Regions from separate parts of the Mus musculus genome. Here all the other regions are linked to region 2. Evidence: chromatin contacts called from public promoter capture Hi-C data. All regions are on one chromosome and are shown on one strand. Each heading gives the region's core, a stretch centred on a gene start, on an enhancer-like site or on the middle of the called end of the contact. The rest is flanking DNA. Distances are from core to core; before and after follow the strand shown.

Region 1 (2,931 bases), core at 72-2,571, 190 kb after region 2:
TGCCTGGCTCTAGCCAGCTACCAGCTTACTTTCTGTCCCTGGGAATTTGCCTCTCCAAGACATTTTCTACAAGTGGGGTCCTATAATGTGGTCTGCTGTGACTGGCCTCTGTCAGATGGCATCATGTTATCATTTTTATGACTAAAAAAAACCTTCTCATTGTGTGGTTATGGGAAGACATCTCTCCCTGTTGGGGGATACATAAACTCAGCCCTGAAAGTCACTTTGACAGTCTAAACTGCTCAGATGGTATTAATGTATTAGTGGCTATGAAACCAAAATTAAATATTCCATAAGGCTGAGAATCCCACATTGAAAAGATCACAAACTGTACTTTTCAGGTTATTAGAACATACAACTTTTTTGTAATTAAAGAAAGAATGTTGGAAATGGTCTCGCCGCTTCCCTCATTTAACCAGCAAGAGACCTAGAAAGAGGAAGTGCTTTGTTTCTGAACCCAGCCCCCCAACCCCAACCCCCTTTCCTTCTGGGGTACATCTCAGGTTTGTAAGACCCTCTGCTGTCTGGCTTGTCCACAGGAACTGCAGCTCATTGGCAAGCGGGCATTGGTGCTTCTCTGGGCTCTAGACCCAGTTTTCCTGCCTCTAGAGAAACAGCCTCCTGGGCCCCACCTCCCAACTCTGCCCCGGAGGTTGGAGTTTCAGGGGCTGAGCATCTAGGCAGCCCCAGACAAAACAACCAGAGGAATCAAGAGCAGGAAGAGAGCTCATTTGAGAAGTCTGTGAGGGTCAGTCCTGGAGCCAGACTCTTATCAGGGAAAGTGGTTGGAGGTTGTAGGACCTGAGCTGTCAGCTGTTTTCCTGCAGTTAATAATAGACACTTGCAGGCTGTTCAGAGACCCAAGCATTCACCATGGGCACACGAACAAGGTTACTATCATTTTCTTTCTCTTGTCCTCGAGACGGATGCAACTTGTTTTTTTTCTTTTTTCTTTTTTAATGAAAGCATCATTTAACGTAGACACATGCTTCTATAAAAGGCACCTTTCCCCAGGAAAGCCAAAGCTACAGAATTAGGTTGAGCTTGTGAGTCACAGCACAATTAGGGGCTGCGGGCCAACTGGCCAGATGCCCCCAGTTGGGTCCTGATGTGGCCGGTGGTGGGAGACAGCCTTAGTCTTGTTTGGGTGACCCAACCCCCTTCCTTCTACCTGCCATGAGTGAGTGGCTGGGCACCTGGGCTGCAGCCTTATCCTAGCCCGTGCAAGCAGTCTCATGCACTACCTTCAGCAGTCACAGCCTGAGGTCTGGCATAGGGCAAGCTTTTCCCACGTGGAGCCGTCTGGGAGACTGTACCGGAAAGAGGGGCTGCCAGTGCTTGGAAGTGCCAGTGTGGGCTGGAAATCAAGGCCAAGCGCCTTGGCTCCACCTCCTCTTCCTTCTTTATTCGTTAGGAGGAAAGAAAGAGGTCACAGGAAACTCTGGAATTTTATGCAAAAGACAGGGGCTGGTGCTCTCCCCCTCTCTCCCTCTGCCCTCCTCCCTTCCAACTCCCTCTCCCCTCCCCTCCCTCTCCCCCTCCCCCTCTCTCTCCCCTCCCCTCCCTCTCCCCCTCCCCCTCTCTCTCCCTTCCCCTCCCTCTCCCCCTCCCCCTCTCTCTCCCCTCCCCATCTCTCTCACAGGGTCTCAAGTATCCAGGTTGTCCTTGAACTCACAATTTACTCATGGTTGGTCTTGAATTTTTGATCCTCCTGCATGCACCTCCTGTGTGCTGGGATTACACACGGTGTGTGAATTGGAGATTAAACCCAGGACTTTGTGCATACTAGACTGTAGAGAGAATATCTTGTGTATTGTATGGATGCATCACCTGTCAATTAAAAAGCCTGTGGCCTATGGTTTAGGCAGGAAATAGAGGCAGGAGATTGGCCAGGAAGATGTGAGGAGACTGACCATGGTACCTGAGCACAGGTTAGCAGTCACGTGGCAGAATGTAGATTGGAATAAATGGCTATTTTAAGTTATGATCAAGGTATTTGCAAATATATTTTGAGTCCGAGTCTTATTTCTGGGCGCATGGGGCTGGGAGGAAGAGCCAGGCCCAACTTTAACATTTCACATTCAGCCAACTACATTTTTTGATGGTAGGAAAGAAAAAACAAAAACAAAAACAAAATGGAACCAGACATGGTTGCAAAAATTTGTTACCCTAGTACTCGGGAGGCAGAAGCAAGAGGATTGCCACAAATTCAGCCTGGACTACGCAGATGACTGCCCCCACCCCCAGTAAAAGGAAAAAGAAGATGACTCAGTGGACAAAATCCTCATTGCATAGACTTCACACCCTGATCATGAAGGAGCGTGTTTTTCCTGTCCCCTTCTTGTACCGGATGACGGCACAGGGTTTTGGTGTCAGGTTCATCTTAGACCTCCGCTGGCTGTCTCTGCTCTTTTTGTGTCTTTTCTCTGCCCAGGCCCCTCTCTTCTTGCCCTTATCCTGTGCTCAACAACCTGGAATGTACAGTCACAGTGCCACTCAGAAAAGGGATTCTGGCTTCCTGGAACGTTCAAGGTCTTCTTTCTGTTTCTGCTGCCTTCCCACCTCAGACCCAGCATTGGATCCAGGCTGGCTGGTGACCCTGGAATTTAACAGAGTGGGACATACAGAACACAGCCATCCAGACTGCTATGGGCTTATGGGCCTGGTGGTTCATCTTCAGTGCGATTCCCGGGTTATACTCTTTCTTATTTTTCTTTCCTTCGGGCACAGGAGGCCTATCTCCTATCCACTTTATACCTCCTCAGCTCTACAGATTTCCCTGACCTTCAGAGAAAGCAGCCCAAGGTCACTGGCAGAGGGAGAGCCCTGTGAGCTTCCCTTGGACCCATGCCTCTCCTTGGAGCTTTCCAACCCTCCTCCTGATTCTTCTCGGATCTGGACTTTGGCCCTTGGCCTCCCAGGCCATTCTCA
Region 2 (2,818 bases), core at 89-2,588:
GAAGGCTGCCACAGCCAGCTTGTAGCAAGCACACAGCTAGGGATGTTCAGAGAAGCAGGAGTTCCCCCTGGTGGACTCTAAGCATGAGAGCCTGTCCAGCTGACCTATCTGGGAATCTGCCATTATGGTGAGACAGAAGCTACTAGGTGCTGATTCCTGCTTCTGAGAGAAATTGCAGCTGACCGCAGTTGGAACATTTTAATCTTGGACAGTTAAGAAGGGTGGGTATCAGAGGCTTGGTGCATTTCTTTCTTGGACTCTGAACAGTTTTCTGTGTACAAGAGAACCCCCAGGATGGCTCAGGGAGACTGCTACAGCATCCCTAGCTGAGTGCATCATCTCTTGGATAACATCCCTACTGTGTGCATAGTCACGAGCCTTACTCACCAGCCTCTCCCTCATCCGCTTTTCCAAAGCTTTTCTAACCCAGAAAAATTGTATGTCAGTTGCTGTGGAGGATCGCTGGGTGAGGCCACTAGACATTTCATGTTCCGTGTTGACAACCTGTGACATGACCGCCCAGGGAAGGTGGGTGGACCCGCCTGCCTCGTAGGAAAGTAGGTCCCTTCACATGTAGAAACAAGCCCATGGGCCTCATCTGGATTCCATGTTTTCATCCCAGTTTCATTCCACCTGTCCAGCAAGGCGAACCTGGGCCTGAGAGCCTGGCAGCTTAGGACCAGAGTGCATGTGTTTTGAGGGAGAGCCTGGTTCCTCTGACCCAGGCGCCACACCTGCTCATCCCTTCTCAGCAGCTCCTCAGGAGAAAGCGTGCCTTATCTAAGCTCAGTAGTGGGCTCCATGGAATGCAGGACAGGAAGGAACCTCTGCGCTTTCTGCATTCCAGATTGTGGCGATTTTTTGTTTGTTTGTTTGTTTGTTTGTTTCTGCTTTTCTAACAACTGCCCTGATTCTCTGTTTTGCTTCCATTTTCTGTTGCTCTTTGCCCTTTGCTTGCAAAACAAACAGGCAAGCCTGGTAAGTAACTGCTCCCTACCCCCACCCCACCCCCACCGTCTGACACCCACCCATCGCAGCCCACCCCTCGCAGCCCCTTGCTTGTGTTTTGTTTTCCTGGCTTGGTTATTTTTGCTTTCGTATTTGCTGCTTTCCCCATTGGATTTAATAGTGGTTTGCCTGCAAACGCCAGAAAGCCCCCATCAGGGTTTCGAGTCCCCGTTGTCCTGTCTGGGGGCTGAGGCTGATTTCCTGACTTTAAGAGCCTAGCTTTGTTGGTCACGAGTAAGAAGATTTGTGCAGACTTGCCATTGCCTGGCTCTCCTGGGAACCGGGCAATTCTATTTTTAAAAGTGACAAGAGGAAAGCTTGGGCTAGGCGACATCTTAGATTCAGGAAATCAGATGGAACTCTGTTTGATAAATAGCTCCTTCAGCCTGTCTGGTGAAATGTATACGTGACCACAGATCAGCCCAGAATGTACATTGTACGGCATGCTGGGAGCAAAGGAAATGGCTAAAGTTCGGTCAATAACATCTAGTGGAATTTGCCAGTGCCCTCTCCTCTAGGAGTGTGGATAGAGCAAGTCTATTGCTTGTATTAAAAAGCTCTCTATTTAAAAGGCAGCACTTCATGAGTCACTGTGACGCTGTCCCACTGGGTCAGGGGCGATGTTAAGAGCTTCTGTGGGCAGTGATGCTGTTGATAACAGGTCAGATTCCAGGCCGTCCCAGGGCACCAAGAGCTTTGTATTCATTCTCTTTTTTTTTAACCTCTCCAAATGTTATGGCCCAGAAGCACTGCTATCCCCTGGTTCTGGTTCTGGTTCTGGTTCTGGTGAGGAGGCACAGTGAGTTTAAGAACACTGCAGAGTTGGGATTCCAAGCTGGCGTGTCAGACTCCAGAGCCACTGCCCTTGGTGGCTTCTGGACGCTGCTGAGAACCCTGGGATCATAGAGGCAGGGTGGAGGGACAATAGGCATCTCCTAGGGCAGTGGTTTTCCAGGCAGGGCCCTGGGTCAGCTCTATCTGAATCCAGGGAGCTTGTTACTTGTGTAGATTCCCCACCCCGATCTGCTGAGTCAAAAGAGAGGAGGGAGCCATGTCTGTTTGTGTAGCCCTCCAGCTAGCTCTAATGCACACTCTCAGCTGACAAGGCCCTGGGTCCACAAAATTTCAAGGCTTGGAGTAAAATTCAGGCTGTGACACCCCCCCTCCCCCTCACTGTGACACACAGTAATAATGTGCTGAACTTAAGACACAGCAAGAGGGTGCTCTATCAGAAAACAGAAGGAAAAATAACCCAAATCAAAATCTCTGGCTGTTCCCAGTGGGGACTGTCCATCTCAGGGGGCTTGGGAAGAATTTGGTCATGGCCGGGCTTTGTCTTTGGGGCTGAGCCTGGGCTGTGCTGTTCCCTCAGTGAACAAATGAGGTGCCTTGTTCAAACCCTCTTTCACCTTCTGTAAGATGGGGACAGGAACACTTTGTACAGGTCACTTCAGGGCCACCTTTGTTCATGCAGCACGTGGATCCCGTGGCAGGGCCACTTGTGTGGCGGGGGTTTGTGTGCCCAGAGCAGAGCGGTGAACCAGACTGACCCGCAGCCAGCCCCTGAGGAGAGCGGCCTGGTCCTTTGTCATTGTCTTCTCCAAATACCTGACAGACTCATCCGAAGGAAGAGTTGTTGTTTGCCTAACAGTTCCAGAACAATCCGTCCACCACGGTGGTGAGGGCATGCATTTCATAGTTTGACAGGCAGGAAGCAGAGAAAAGAAATACAGGAAGCAGCTAGGGCAATATCAGCCCTGAAGGACTTGGCCCCAGTGACCTACTTCTTCCAGCCAACTCCCACCTCCTC
Region 3 (2,874 bases), core at 7-2,506, 150 kb after region 2:
ATTTCCCATGCTGATTTTTACCTTGTGGGCTGGGCTGACAAGAAGGGAAGAGGTGAACACCTCTTTCTTTTCCACTGTTCCAGATCAAAATCGTGAAATATCAGAGTTACTCATAAACTCTGAGAATGAGCTGCCCAAGGCCAAGACCGTCCTTCAAGGCTTGGTTAGCAGGGAAAGGGGTCATTAACCATCTCCCTTCGGAATGGGGTGTTGTTTCCGAGTACTTGGCATTTTGGATTGTGGGTTCATATTGGAATGATTAAAGGGTGATGAACATTTGACATTCTTTGAAGCCTCTGTCTGTTCTTCTCTGGTAGATGAAAAACTGGAAGAGAAGATATTTTCAATTGGATGAAAACACAATAGGCTACTTCAAATCTGAACTGGTATGCAGTCGCTTCATACATATGCCTCCAGGTGCTTGGCAGGTCACACTGCAGTGCTTGTGTGATTGTATGTTTGTGTGCCATTCTGGTTTTCTAATGGCCCAGTTCTGGTTTTAAGTGCACCCGTATTTCAGTCTATTTGGTTGTAATGCATTCGGTTAGTTATGTATTTCTTAAATATGTTTTAAGTAAAACTACCTTCAAGGAAGTGTTCCATCTTGATAGATCTAAAATTCTCGACAGCCCCACATGTAACTCTCTGTCAGAGGGACATTAGAAGAGGAGGTGTAGGAAATCCTCCAAAAGCAACATTCAGCCCTCTGCATGTCTGTCAACCTCCTCTCCCCTGCTGCATGTTAACTTGCTCTTTTCCTGTTTCAGATCACCTCTTAAGTTGTTTCTCTTGAGATAGCTTTTTCTAAAGGCAGAGTCAAAGACTGAGTCTCCCTCCTTCCTTGTTTGAGTTATGCACCATTAAGATGTCAATCCCCCTCTTCTATAAAACTGTGGGGCTTTCATATGCTGCATACTCTGAATGAGGGCATCAGAACAACTTTGTCCAGATTAGCTTCCTGCCCTGGTACATATGTTCCATGCCTGTGTTGTTCTGTGTAGGCTGTGTGTGGCTTTTGGGTGCTGGTAATGTGACCAGTGTGGTAAGGAAGTGAGTTTATTTCATTTCAAAATTAAAACCAATTTCATTTAGTAATTTAAATTTACAGTTCCTCATAGGCAGTGTTCTGTATTGGGAGCATCTTAGGGGTCAGTTATTTTAGAAAGCTATAAAGGCCAGAAGCAACCTATATAGTCTGCTGTAGACTGTCAGAGCCCATGTGCAGTGAGGAAGCTGTCTTTCCCTGCCTGAAGAACCAAGGGCAGAAAGTGGGAAGTAACAGACTAGAATGGTCACATGCATACTTGTCAATAAAATGAGGCAATATATCAAGGATAATAGAAACCAAGGTTCTTGGGATAAAAGCACAGCTTCTTGCTATAACTTAACAGACATAGACATAAATATATGTTCTTGTGTGAGTGCATTTAAATATAAAATATACTGTAGCTCCGTGTCTTAAGAAAATGATCATTTCTTCCCAAAAGAACCCAGACTTCATGGAGAAATGGCAGATTCTGTGGCCGGGCAAGAGAAATAAATGCACGGTTGGCTGGAATGTCTTACATCAGAAAGCAAGAACATGCTGAGAAAATGCTAGTCACCCAGTAGTCACCTTACAAATAGTCCCCTTACCAGATCATGGGCAGCGAGAGTATCAAAACACACAATGTTTATAACGTATTACAGTGCAAATATATATCTCTGTGTGCTCAGATAGATATGAGTAGATGGGTGGTGACTGAGCTCTTGTAGCTACAGTGAAGGAATAACAAGATGCTAAACAGGAGTGGGACAGCGATCTGAAATAACCACTCAGCACAGTGGGAGGAGAGCAGCTGTACAGGAAGAAGGCTGGCAGCACCACGCCCACCGGGCAGTCAGGTTCGATGAATTCAGTGGTGGCGAGAATGTCGGAACCTTGCGGGAGAGCAGGAAACGCACAGTGCGTCAGTCCTGTGCTGCCCCTGCTAACAGGATAGTCTGCGTTCAGTCCCCAGGTCACAGGAGCCACGTCCAAGGGAGGGGGCAGCCTACAAAATACAGTAATGGCTGTCATCTGCAGGAGTCTGTTCCTCTTTCTAGAGGAGTGAGGAACTCTTCTACACTAAACAGAAAGAGACAGCGAGAACACTGTCCCTGTAGGGCTGTGTGACCCACCTGCTGACTGGTGGCAGTAACGTGAGCACTTCAGGGTAGCATGCGGATTGCAGCAGCTCAGCTCCAAGCGGCTGTTCTTAGGCTCTTTTGTAAATTCATGATTGGTTCAGTGTTCAAGAAAGACAGAAAGGTGGGGAGAACTTTCTGGTAGAAAAACAAACAGGAATTACAAGCGGCTCATTCGGAAAGATTACGCTGAGTGTGGAGTGGAGTGGCAGCGTGCATGGCTAGTGTGTGTGTGTGTGAGTGAGGCCTTGGGTTAGAGCCGCAGCACTCCTAAGCACTACAAATCACTAAAGGTCTTCAGAAGTCCGTGACGACGCTCAGTGTCACTCAAGCTTCGGGGGATACAGGTGTGAGTGCACGGATAGTACTCACCAGTCATGAGGAGGCTGCGTCTGAGTGAAAAGCTCCCATACCCACTGTCCTCAGAGAAAATAAGTGGAGAGAAGAAATAGTATTTCTTCAAATTCTGTGTAGGTGAATGATGTTAGAAAAATCACCATTTGGCAGGCAGCTATGCCAATAATGATTTCAGGTAAGAATCTTCGATACTTGTAAGACCAGTGGGAGATTTTTGTTTTAAAATCTTAAAATCAAGTACTGCATAGATAGGCTCCAAGTGTCTCAGTAGAATACTTACTGGTCCTAGTGGTCCACCATGAACAAGTCTGCTGCTTAGTGACTGTCACTGAAACCAGAAACCGAGCTTCA

The links. Capture Hi-C pulls out chosen DNA fragments and counts their contacts.
Region 1: a contact with region 2 is called in a promoter capture Hi-C map of adipose tissue. The contact joins two enhancer-like sites. A contact is called at or near these places in 1 of 484 Hi-C or Micro-C datasets (Sertoli cells), 3 of 115 datasets of contacts at active chromatin or transcription factors (embryonic stem cells, extraembryonic endoderm stem cells and stem cell-derived neural progenitor cells) and 3 of 9 other capture datasets (adipose tissue, liver and pancreatic islet).
Region 3: a contact with region 2 is called in a promoter capture Hi-C map of adipose tissue. The contact joins two enhancer-like sites. A contact is called at or near these places in 1 of 15 datasets of contacts at CTCF or cohesin (CD8 T cells), 70 of 484 Hi-C or Micro-C datasets (the AML12 cell line, B cells, the Ba/F3 cell line and 54 more), 11 of 115 datasets of contacts at active chromatin or transcription factors (astrocytes, bone marrow-derived dendritic cells, bone marrow-derived macrophages and 7 more) and 4 of 9 other capture datasets (adipose tissue, embryonic stem cells, liver and 1 more).

What each region holds. Positions count from the first base shown.
Region 1 is chr7:130,948,305-130,951,235 of GRCm38.p6, forward strand. All of the region lies in intron 1 of Htra1 (HtrA serine peptidase 1), which reads left to right. Among named protein-coding and RNA genes, the nearest start is that of Htra1, 14 kb to the left of the region's middle. Within about 2 kb of position 1,322, at least 94 of the 459 cell types and tissues checked have an H3K27ac peak or open chromatin away from gene starts, as enhancers often do. A contact at or near this core is called in adipose tissue, where this site is marked.
Region 2 is chr7:130,754,928-130,757,745 of GRCm38.p6, forward strand. The region is part of intron 18 of Tacc2 (transforming, acidic coiled-coil containing protein 2); the gene reads left to right. Among named protein-coding and RNA genes, the nearest start is that of Btbd16, 18 kb to the right of the region's middle. Within about 2 kb of position 1,339, at least 26 of the 459 cell types and tissues checked have an H3K27ac peak or open chromatin away from gene starts, as enhancers often do. A contact at or near this core is called in adipose tissue, where this site is marked.
Region 3 is chr7:130,901,860-130,904,733 of GRCm38.p6, forward strand. It overlaps Plekha1 (pleckstrin homology domain containing, family A (phosphoinositide binding specific) member 1), which reads left to right. Exons shown (of 13, transcript NM_001346515.1): 8 at 318-386. Among named protein-coding and RNA genes, the nearest start is that of Mir7061, 5.0 kb to the right of the region's middle. Within about 2 kb of position 1,257, at least 84 of the 459 cell types and tissues checked have an H3K27ac peak or open chromatin away from gene starts, as enhancers often do. A contact at or near this core is called in adipose tissue, where this site is marked.